2 separate regions of the Mus musculus genome follow, and region 2 is linked to region 1. The links are chromatin contacts, called in public Hi-C maps. All regions are on one chromosome and are shown on one strand. The core of a region is the stretch at or near the end of the contact, and the rest is flanking DNA. Distances in the headings are between cores, read along the strand shown. Region 1 holds the start of Chd6 (chromodomain helicase DNA binding protein 6). Region 2 has its middle 110 kb from the start of Gm35374.

Region 1 (6,000 bases), core at 1,371-3,870:
GCTCCCACACATTCTATTCTATTTGGTTGTGAAGCCATCCTGGACTCCTATTGATTCCCTGTCTGACCACCCCACATTGTGTCTTTGTGTCTTATGCTATTGACTTGCCTCTGAGAATGGCAAGGCAAGGCAAGTCTACCTTTCCGTTCTGTCCAGCTCCTGCCCTTCCCCAACAATCTCTCTAGTCTCTATGCCTCTGCTTAATGGTGCTTCTTCCTCTGCCCAATTTTTATTTCCTCAGCCTCATCCCGGACAGAATAAATTCATAGATGTCAGCCCCCTTGAGTACTGTTGAAAGCTCTAGAACCCTTGATCCTGGTATTTGGGCTGACTGGGTCTGACTACCAGCTTTCTGGTCCATTAGTTGTTGCAGAAACTGGATAGGAAGGTAAGTAAGCTATCTCTTAAGAGGCCAGAGCAAGGACAGTTAGCTACCAGCTTGGCAGGATTGGCGATTCTTGGGATGTACTTCTCTCTGTCTTGTCTCCAGACTGCAAGCCTCCCTTTGAACCAGGATGCTGTCTGCCTTAATACTCTATCTTTGTATCTATAAAAACAATACCTACAGACATAGCTGATACTTAATAGCTAAGGAAAGATGGAAAGAGGAGAAAGTTTGGGCTGTGACACATTGTGGCCATCCTTGAAACAAATGGAAAAAGGTGGCAGGTGAGACAGCTATGTGATGTGCACTTTCAAACTAGACAAATTACTGGGGTAGTCCAAGAAATGAAGAAGTGCCTTAGCTAGGATTACTGTTACTGTGATGAAACACCATGATCAAAAGCAACTTGAGGAGGAAAGGGTTTTGTTTCTCACAGCCCCATGTAACACTTCTCACCAAAAGCAGAGAGGGCAGGAACTCACAAGGGGTAGGAATCAGAAGGCAGGGGCTGATAGAGAGGCCATGGACGGGTGCTGCTTACTAGCTTGCTCCTTATGACTTGGTCAGCTTGTTTTCTTATAGATCCCAGGACCACCAGCCTAGGAGTGGCACTGCCCACAATGGGCTGGGCCCTCCCCCATGAATCATTTAAAAATATGCCCTACTGGCTTACCTATAGTCTGATCAAGGCTCCCTCCTCTGATGACTCTAGTTTGTGTCAAGTTGGCATAAAACTAGCTAGTACAAGAAGCAGGACCCAGAAGAGAATTAGGGCCATTGGCTGAAAGACATAAGACAACCAGGACTTCTAAGAAGCTAAACATATTCTCTTAGGGAGTACAGGAAGGCTCTGTTAACATTGTGATTACCCTTGACACACTCATACCACCCTCATCCTAAACAATTCTGACAAACTGCTCTTGGAGTCATCAGACTCAGATCATTCCTGCTTTAATTAAGATAAAGTGAGCTTTTAAAGTCAGAGTCCAGCCAGTTTTGGACTTTTTTTTCTTCTTCTTTTATTTAAGTATTCACTGGGGAAACACTCCAGATGGGACAGGCAGGAGTGAAGAGGAAAAGTGATCACCAGGTCCCAGAGTAGGGAGGATGCTATGAGGAATATTTAGCTAGGCAGGATAGGCTCTAAATTCCTCCTTGCCCTAATTGTTCCTCCCCCATCTCTGGTCTGATGTCCTTCCTCCCGCCATCTGTTTTCTTTATGGCATTTATCACTACCTGCCTCTGTGTTCATTTATTTATTTTATTTATTGCTTTTCCTTTGCCTGTTCGGTGAGTGCAAGGGCTTTGTCCTATTGACCGCTACATCCTCCGTCTCAGATCAATGTCAGGTATTTAGTGGGCACTTAAAAATTAGCTGCTAAAAAACGAATTACGGAAGACAACAATTGGTTGAATCTCTGTCATATGCTAGGCCCTGTCCTTGAGGATGCTACAAGGATGGTAGTGGAGATAGGCCCGAAAATAAACACACCATGGTTCCACTCCTGATGTTACTGAAGCATATCCAATGCGCTGCAGGATCCTCAGGGCTGGAAAACTCCCGGGGTGTGCAGGGCCCTGGGAAGACGTTCCTAGTATGCTAGGGAGCCAGGCGGATCTGCAGTATAAGCAGCTGGAGACTGACGACCCGGCTCCTCGCTTCCCTCGGCCTCTCAGCATCTTCTTTTTCCTGTCCGTTGGGACCTTCACCTCTCCTCGAGTGCGCGTTGCAGGATCTGGGCGCCGGCGGGGCGCTCACGTCGTGGGACCCCAGTACATCTTCTCCCACCTCCGGAGAGCCAATCCCGGGTTTTCCAGCTTGCTTGCCCACTACCTGCGAGACCTCCACCTGCAGGTTGAGCCCCAGCCGCGGGCCAGCGCCCAGGTCCTCGCCCCCTGCTTGCAAAACAGAGCGCAGCACCCCGCCCCGCCCCCTCCGCCTGCGGGACCCCAGCCCCGCCCCGCCCCCGCGGCCCGGCCGCTTCATTCCGGGGGGGCGGGCCGGGAGCTGCGCTGTCTGCAAGGCGGGGAGATCTAGGCTGGGAGGCGGAGCGGCTCCGACATCGACCAATCACCGCTGCGATCACATCCATGCAAATACGAGCACAATGGAGCAAGCCCATCACTCGCTCCTGCAAGCAAGCTTGAAACGGGCTTCTGTCTGATCGGCAGCCCACACGACCAATGAACCTGTGTTTTGGGCAGGCGAAACCCAATAGCGCGGCAGGGAAGGCGGGCCCAAGCTGGGTTAGGGTGTCCTTGCAGGGTGTCTGAGCTAAACTTCACCAAATAATAGCTGTTTGTATTTTGGCTGCTGCAGGAGCCATTTTAGGTAAGTTCTTCTCTTAACTTTTTATTTTCCTGCCTGGCCCCGACAAGCTGGGCTTGCCCGCGGGGACCCTGTCTCCGCCCCGCTGGCCGGGATGGGGCTGCCCTATGAATGGAGCGGGGCTGAGGGGCCGCGGCGGCGCGAGGCCCGGCCGGGCAGGGGTCCGAGCGCGGCCGCGGGCGTTCGGCCAGGCCGAGGGCCCCGAGGCCTGAGGCGAGGGGTTTGGCGTCCGCCCCTCCCGGCTGCCGCGCGCTCTGGCCGCCCGCCCTCCGTCCTTGGGAGAGCGCCACTGCGGGGCCACGCGCCCAGGCTTGGGGTCCTGCTTCAGACCCCAAGCGCGGGCCTTTGCGGCGGGGCGGGGCCTGCCAAGGCTTCCCAGGGGACCCCGGCGGCCCACGGCGCGTGAGGGCCACCCCCGCGCCCGCCAGCCGCTACCGCCCCCGCGGAGAAGTTGCTCCGCTCCGCGTCCTGCGTCTGTTTGCAGGGGTGGAGGAGGGTGGGCCGGTGCCAGGCTGCTGCTCCGGGAGGGGGCGGGGGCCCCGGCGCGTCCCCGGGTCGCGCGCCCCTCCGGCCGGCTCCTCACGCACTAACGCGCACTCGCCCCCGAAAATTTGAGCCCTCAAGACTCCAAGCCACCAAGCTACCCCGCTGCCAAGTTTGGTGCGTTATTAGATTGCATGTTAGAGCTTGCAAAGAAATTAGAGAGAGGGAATATGAAAAAAAAAAAAAGAAAAAAATCTGTTTCCTTCAGGGTATTTATTTCTCTTCTCTGTTGAGAAGTAACGGAGGAATGTCCTTCCTAAAATTTCCAGGGACCATGCCTGTCAGATGTGGAGAGGGGTTGGCAGCTCCTTGGGTTTTAAAACGAGGTTATTAGGAAATCCCCGCACTAGTGAGATAATTGAAATGTGAGTTTGTTTGCAGCTTCAGTTTTATTTGATCCAATTAAAAATGCATAAGCATGCACTTTATATTTGTGTACATAGAGTATTCCTAGTTTCAGTTATGACTAATATGACTGTGGTTTCACGAGTGTGGGATCTAATAAGGCAGTATAATTCAATTTTGAGCTCGTAGGCCCGTGTTCTCCAAATTAGGCTTTATAGACCATTAGTAATCTGGCCAAGGTTTCTAGAGAGTCTCTGGCATCTCTGAGCATCTTTCTCCGGGGCTTGTTTGTGCCTTTTTTGCCACCCCTCAAGAAACTGTTCATTTCTGCTGTAACAGATCCATGAACAGAGAAAATAGATATTTTAAATATTGACAGTTTTCAAGAGTGTCTGAAATATTTTGCCTAGGATTTGATTATTTCCCAAATGGTATATAAGAATACCATGCCAGTAGGCCCTCATATTGGCATACTCCATGGGGATCTGCTTATGGTGCTTTTGGAAAAGTCTGGACAGACACCATGCTTTCTTTCAGAGCTCTGAGTGCTTGACTTATTGTAAGGGAGTGAGCGGGTCTGTCTCATTCACTGTGGGTAGCACAGTAGTTTAGTTGGAAGCCAAGTTGGAAGATCAGGTTGGCAGCCTCTGAGAGAGTTTTTTGTGAACTTTGTGGTTCTCTGGCAACAGAAGGATTTGAGATGTGTGTATGATAAAATGATTAGGCATGAGTTGTCATGTAGCCTGGTTTATGCCAACCAGAGCAGGTGGTTTCACATAAGGGGTGTATCCATCCCTTTAACCAAGGGCCTGGGAAAATGTGAAGCGGTGTGACTTAATTTGGAGTTCCTTCTGTCCCAAGATTTCATAGATGGATTATTAATGTTTTGTATTTAAACTAACCCAAAGACTAGGAAGATGGCCTGTGTGGTAAAGTGTTTGCCATGTTAGCATTAAGACTCAAGTTTGTATCTCTAGCATCCACATTAAAAAATCAGGCATTATGGCTAACTCCTGTCATCTCTGGGGCTTGTGGGCCAGCCAGCCAACCTAGCTGAATTGGCAAACTCTAGAGTGAGAGACCTTGTCTCAAAAAATGTGGTAGTAAGATTGAGGAAGAAACATTTGACATTTGGCCTCCATGTGCACAGGCGCACTTACCCAAGCACACACAAAAAGCTAACCTGTACATATCCCTACCCTCACTCTGTTGTTTGGGAATCTCTGCTTATAGTAAGTAGTTTGAAGTGGTTTTTTTTTTGTGTGTGTATGTAGTCTGTCTTGGTGAAATGACATTGGTTTTGTGGTCTCCGATGTTGCAGTTTCTCTGGAGTCACGATCTTTATTTTTTGTTTTCTTTTCTTTTCCCCCCTTTCTACCACAACTTTCAAGTATCTTTATAATTATTTTTATAGTGGTGTAATAGGAGGCCCCTGACTCTTCTCAGTATATGACTTCAGGCTAGAAGTTGAAAAACCAGTTAGAAGTGGAGTGAGAGAACCAGAGTTAGGCCTTCCATTTCAGGAAGATCTGCAGGAGATTTCTTTGTATTTATCAGTATACTTTCCTTGTAACTGTCTCAAATAGCAAAGAATATTTAGCAGGGCTGTATCTCTTTAGGAACCACATTAAATTTGTGATTTTTTTTTTCCAGCTGAATATCGCAGAAGGTTAATCAGAAACAGTATGTCCTGAGACCACTATATTTTGAAGATTCTTTGGTTTAAATTTAAAAAATATTTTTGGTTTTCTGGAAGCATGGCTTAATCCCAACCGAGTTTGTGATCATTTTCTCTTGTGTTAAAACCATGGAGCGGGGTCCTGTCCTGTCATTGCATGTGCCCTCCAACTTATGTGGGAAGTCTGTTGGGAAAGACCAGTGGGTCTACATGTGCCCTTTGAATAGGTTATTGGATTCAGTCTCTCCCTGCAGAAATACCTTTGCTACAGGACAGAGATGGTATCCACATCCAATGAAGAAACTGCTTTCTTTAGTCCCTTTTCCCCAGTGGTTGTACTGCTTATTGCAAAGCCTGCAATAGTTTGGTTCTTAATAAATACTTATGTTTCTTCTACTTCCATCCCTCATAAAAGCTGTGATTTAGTTTGAGTAAAAAGCTACAGTGGATTTCCTGGGGTTGCCTGCATTTTCCTATACCAGATTATTATACTGCGGACTCCAAAATACATAAAGTAATAGTTAGGGTTTGGTGTCTGTTCCTTAAGGAATATTTTATTTGCAGTGGAATGTGAGACACTTGAGACAAGCAGCAGAGAACCAGCACTGATTGGAGAGATACCCGGTGTGCATCTAGCACTCAGCTAAGGACAGGGGCCATGGGTGTAAATGCCTTTGCTTTCTAACCATTTCATGAAGCTGGGCAGCAGCTCACTGGGAT
Region 2 (6,000 bases), core at 1,209-3,708, 390 kb before region 1:
CCATAGCTAGATTTAAAGCCATGAACTCAACACTGTTCTTTGAGGATGAGGCATCCTTATATGGCAAGCCAGGACTTGCCAGGCCTAAGAGCTCCGGCTCCTATAGACAGCACTGTGTGGGATTGACAGACAGAGCTGCACGGGAAGGATCTGTCTCATTTGAAAACTCACCTCTTGTTCTCAACCTATGCCCTGGCAAGGGATGTGGAGGGTGCACAAGGATGAGTCAGCCCTCTTGCTTTACTTTGGTATTGGTATTTGATTTGTCTTGGTGGGATTTGTTTTTTTTTTCTTTAAAAATGTTTATTGTTTTGAGAATTTTACACATGTATATAATGTGGTGTAATCAAGTCTGCTTTGCATTATCTTCCTTCCAATCCCCCTGTCTCTCACCACCAGTCCCTCCCAACTTCATGTGTTCTTTAATTTTTTTTCCTACCAAGTGTACTTAGCACTGCCCACATGTTCCTGGGTTTAGGGACATCTACTGGATCATGGGTAGCCTCTAAGAGTGGGGGTGGGGCTCATCCTTAAAGGAAAGTGCCTGTCCCTCTCCCAGCAGCTGCCTGGCAGTAGCTTCTCAGCTAGACATGAAGACTCCATAAGCACTGCACCCCGTGCTGGGATCTTTGTCTGACTTGGTCTTGGGACCTGTCATAGCCTCTGTGAGCTCCTGTGTACAACTACTCTGTTATGCCTGGAAAGCACTGTTTCAGTGATCTCGCCATCCACTGCCTCTGCCTCTTAATCTCTCTACTCCCTCTTCTGAGATGGTCCTTGGGAGCAGGGTATGATACAGATATCCTACTTAGGGCTGAGGATTCTTGGTTTTTAAAAATGTCTACATCTGCCATCTTGGTCAACAAACAACTACAAAATGGTGTGAGAGAGAAGAGGGAAGAGGGCTTGTGGGTAAGGGAACAAGCCATTCAGAACTCCAGAGGCTTCAAACTTCAAACTTAAGAAAAGAGAGTCACTAATTCTGGGCTACAGCCAGGGTGCGCAAGGGTCACAGATCACCCAAGATCATCTGCCTTGTCAACCACTCTGTGGTCCTGAGACCTCTTCTTCTCATGGAAGGACACCATCTGTCCTCTGCTTAGAAGAGGACAGAGCTGGCAGTGTAAGTGTTCACGCAGAAGACAAGGGTCCCAGCCTGGTGGATCCAGAGTGGCTAGCTATGCATCCACAAGCTTTAGCCTGCCATGCTCAGAGCCCCTTAGGAGACCATCTGTGCCAGGTCTGGTATCTGCCCACCCTCCCATGTCCACCAGGGTGCATTATCCCAGATGTTCAGGGGCAAACCACAGACAACATCAGGAGTCCAGGCAGATTTGCATTACTTAAAAAAAGACTTGAAACACACACACACATGTCAATCAATGTAATCTGTCCAGCTGGCAAATGAAACCAGGCCTCAGGGAAATCCCAGATCAAACATATCCACCAGGAGCCAAACAATCTGGGGGCTTTGTCTGAAAGAGCTGTTGGTGCCAGAGGTCATGTGACCTCCCAGAAACGTCCTGCGCTAGGTCACTGGAGAGGAAAGCAACTCTCTACGTGAGAAAAACTCTGACTCTTCATTCTGATAAAAACATACTTTAGTTTAGTTTATACACATGAACCAGTCGGTCACAGGCCTGCATGGAAACCCTCAGGAATCAAGGGGCACTTCATCTCCTGCTTCCTTCTCCTCTGTCCCCTAAATTCAATAGTACATTTAGAACCAGTCCTCAAAGGGTCGGACAGCGACCTTGACTGCTGCGAGCCTCTGCCCTCACAATCTACCCGCCCAGGGGGGCGTGGCTAGGTTTAGAAGGCTGAGGACCACAAAAATCCACTGAAGAAGTGTGGGACGGCGACACACTGAGAGTCAGACCCTTCAGAGCAAGGCAGGGGTGAATTCTCGCAATCGTTTTCCTCCCTATTTTCATTTACCATTTCCCTAAGGTGCTACTGAGGTTACCATCCCAACAGATTTCTACTTCCAGTTTTGCATCTAGGCATCTCTGCTTGCAGGAACCTGAATCAATCCCCCTCCCACTCCATCTCTCCGGCGCTCAGACCCCGCCCACTTAAGATCCACAAGTGACAAGCAGGGCTGGTTGTGCCCAGTCTCTGTCCACGCAGAGATAGGATCAGCGCATTTCTCAGCTTCTTGTAAATAATTTCAGAGCCTCTCCTGTGCGGTGCATTTGCAGCAGCCAGGCGAGCTATCGTTCTCCATTTACTCCTCGCCAGGTGGCATTGATGAGGGCTTTTCTCCGCCTAGTTGAGCTGGCGCTTCTCAATAGGGAGGGCTATCTTCATAAATTTGTGTTTTTGGATCACCCACAGCTCAAAGCCCTGCTTTTGGTGTGTCAGTAATAACTGGCAGGTCTCTCTCAGGGGCACAGTGACTCAATCACGGACACAGTAGGTCTTGCTCTAAGCACAGCATCACCGCTCAGCCCACACACTCTCCTCTGTGATTCAGGACTGTGAACATCATCTGCTCCACCTGGGGCTCCAGTCTCTGCCCCCTAAATGTCTCTCTGTGTGATTAACTAGACAACTAACTTCAACTTACAACTAGAAATAGACATATTCCTTCAAAAAAAAAAAAAAAAAGATATTCACAGAGATGCTGTGAGCCAGAGAGCACATTGTGTTGAAGATGAAAAAAGTCAACTAAGAAAATATCTAGTTGGTAGCGGGCTTGCCTGTAAGTGTAAGGGCTAGAGCTTGATGCCTAATACCTACGCCAAAAAAAAAAAAAAAAAAAAAAAAGCCAGGAATGAGCTGGACAGTGGTGGCACACGCCTTTAATCCCAGCGCTTGGGAGGCAGAGGCAGATTTCTGAGTTCGAAGCCGAGGTCCAGGACAGCCAGGGCTACACAGAGAAACCCTGTCTTGAAAAAAAACTAACTAACTAACTAGCTAAATAAATAAATAAATAAATAAAACAAAAGCCAGGAATGATGGTGTGTGCCAGTTACCCCAACACTGGAGAGACAGACAGACAGACTGGTCCATGGGGCTCAGTTGTTTAAGCTGAATTGGAAGACCTGGGGCGGAGGGGGGAGTATGAAAGACCCTGTCTCAAAAACAAAACAGTAAAAAGCAGCTAAGGAATGACCCCCAAGCTTGCTCACACAGGAACATGTGACACACGTACACACACACACACACACACACACACACACACACACACGAGAGCATCCTTACACAAAATTTAGATGAGATGTACACCACCAAGACTCCATGTTTAATAAGGGAGACTGTTCAACAGTGTACAGAGCTCAGAGCCATTGAAAGTACAGATCACAGAAAGGCTTCTTTAGATCAAAGCTGAGCCCTCCCCTCCCCAGATTTGTGACCTAAGGCAATCAGACAGTCAGTATTCGAATCAGAAAATATGGCATATGAGTTCCTTTTTATCACAAACTGTCAGACAAACAACTAAAGAGGAATGCTTTAGCTCACATTTCAGAAGGTGTGGTCTACTATGGAAAGGCAGATGGAGCAGCAATTTCATATCAGGACAGGGAAGGAGAAAGGGGGATCTCTAACTTTGACCTTTAATTCCATGCAGGACCCTGTCCCAGGGAAAGAGCCACCCACACTCAGGACAGTCTTTCTCCCTTAGACATCCAGAAACACTCCCACAGACACACACAGAAGTCGTACCTCAGTCTCTTCTAAATCTGGTCAGGCTGGTAAAGGAGAGTGCCTGTTACATCTCCATAGAACTGAAAGCTCCCACTTGGATGACAGTGGGTGTTTGTAAATGATACCAGTCCTCTGAAGGAGATCAGGTGTCCCAGGAAACAGAAGCTGCATCTTCCACAGGTCAATGAGAGGGGAGATTTCTCTCCTGCTCATAGGACAGCTGCTGAGATGCAGAAGTGGCAAAGGGACATGGCTGAGACCCACACAGTGGCAGTGAGAAAAGGTTATTCAGGGTGTTCATTAAACACCCTTGGAGTTCTCAGAGCGGTTAGTGAGCGGGTACAGGAAACATAATACACAGAGGGCCTGCAAATGGCAAGCCATCCATTCCAGGTGGACCTACAACGTGAGTCTGCCTGAGTGCAGGCTGGTGGAGGACATTGAGGAGTCGGAGTTGTAATGAGGACCTAGAAGGAGCACCACACAGGGAGCACCAACCTGTCTTCTGCTATGCCCTTGTCAACTTGCACATGGATTCTGACTGTTCTCTGAGAGTGAGCCTTCCTTCCCTTCCTTTTCTTTAGGATGAGATTATCCTGGTTCCTTCTGGGTTTCTCCTCAGCTCGGAAATCCCAAATGGAGAGTCTCAAAACCCCAGTGGGATAGTGGTGGGACTTGTGAAAAGTATGTTGTCTCCTAAAATGTTTATCTTGCGACCAGTCTTCTGTAGTTTCAGCAAAGTCCCCAAGAGCTTACTCTGAGGAATATCCTGAGGAAAGGGAAGCATCATTATTTTGGGTTGGGGAGTAGCAAGTAGGCCCTGGGGGTAGACTTTTTTAGAGGTTGTGTTTTACAAAAGAAGGTTCTTATTTCCTTTCTGAAGTCTGTTTATGGAACTTGCCTTGAGCCTAGCAAAAAAAAAATGTGTAGGTGCTAGCAGAGGGCCTTGTGGCTTAATTACAAACAGATAATGGACACCATGTAAACCTTCTTTGATTCCACAATCAAGACCCATTTGTCTCTAAGGGATTCAAAAGACATATTCACTGTCTTCTGGAAGGTAACTGTGGTGGTTTGAATATGCTTGGCCCATGGGAAGTGGAACTATTAGGATGTGTAGTACAAGGGGGTGTGACTTTGTTGGAGGAAGGTGTCACTGTGGGAATGGGCTTTGAAGTCCTATGCTCATGCTCTTTCCAATACAGAAGAGTTGTCTCCTTGCTGCCTTTGGATCAAGATGTAGAACTCTCAGCTCTTTCTCTAGCACCATATCTGACTGCAGGCTGCCATGTTTTCTGCCATGATAGTAATGGACTGAACTTCTGAAACTATAAGTCAATCCCAATTCAATGTTGACCTTTATAAGAGTTGTCTTGGTCATGGTGTCTCTTTACAGCAATAAAACACTAAGACAGTAGTCATGGTTTTTCTGAGTATTTATTATATTTAGGCAACTTTAATAAGCATTGTTAAGTGTAAATCTTGGGGAAAACTAGTAACCGTTATCATGTGTTTGGTTCAAAGAAGTCAAGGCTATGTTAAACACATGTATGAAAATGTCACAATGAAACCAATTACTTATTATTGAAATGCAGTAAGAAAGAGAATGCAGTGAGTCTAATCCAAAGCTACAGAGCTAAAGGCTGGTCCAGTTATTGTTAGCTGGGAGACAAACTACATGCCCTAAAACTTAGTGGCATTTTGTTACATGTTATTTGTCATGTACTTTAGAAAGAGAGGGGGAGTGGGTGATATGTGTTCTTTGATGGCTGAGGTTTTAGCTGGAAACTCCGGAAGGCAAAAGAGTATATGGATACTGGTTGGTATCATCTCAAGGCATCTTGACTTATGTGTCTGGTGTTAATTATGAAAAAACAGTCAGCCAGAACCCCTACACATGAACCATTCATGTGTCCTGAACTCCCTCACAACATGGTAGCCTTGGCCTTCCTAAACAATGGCACACGGCACAAAATAGGGGTGTCTCAAAAGAGCCTGGAAGGGGCATTATCAACATGGAAACCACATAGCTTCCTAATCACCCCACCCTGCCAGTCAACCTGTCACTAAGGTCAATCATGATTCCAAGAGAAGGAATATGGATCCCACCTATCAGTGGAAGGGGCATCAAAGAATCCAAAGGAATGTTTTAAAATGTAGACATGACAGAGGCAAATTCTGGGCTTACAAGAAGTGCTGACTTTCCACTAAGAAAACACTAGGCTCTGATTTTGTTGTGACTCCTTCTAGGTATTTTCTTAAGGCCCTTCAGTGTGTTCCCATTCTTTGCAGTGCTTACAGAAGTTTGTTGCCATTTCTTGTTGTTGCTGTTGTTGTTGTTGTTGTTGT

The links. A called contact is a pair of places that touch in the nucleus more often than the background predicts.
Region 2: a Hi-C map of cerebellar granule neurons shows a contact between it and region 1, with 1.6 times the contacts expected there. The contact joins the enhancer-like site here to the promoter of Chd6 in region 1. A contact is called at or near these places in 1 of 39 promoter capture datasets (pre-B cells), 5 of 484 Hi-C or Micro-C datasets (cerebellar granule neurons, cortical neurons, muscle stem cells and 2 more) and 1 of 115 datasets of contacts at active chromatin or transcription factors (bone marrow-derived macrophages).

The regions. Positions count from the first base shown.
Region 1 is chr2:161,105,706-161,111,705 of GRCm38.p6, reverse strand. Chd6 (chromodomain helicase DNA binding protein 6) reads left to right here and starts at 2,620. Exons shown (of 37, transcript NM_173368.3): 1 at 2,620-2,717.
Region 2 is chr2:161,495,074-161,501,073 of GRCm38.p6, reverse strand. No RefSeq gene overlaps it. Among named protein-coding and RNA genes, the nearest start is that of Gm35374, 110 kb to the right of the region's middle. Within about 2 kb of position 2,458, at least 19 of the 459 cell types and tissues checked have an H3K27ac peak or open chromatin away from gene starts, as enhancers often do. A contact at or near this core is called in cerebellar granule neurons, where this site is marked.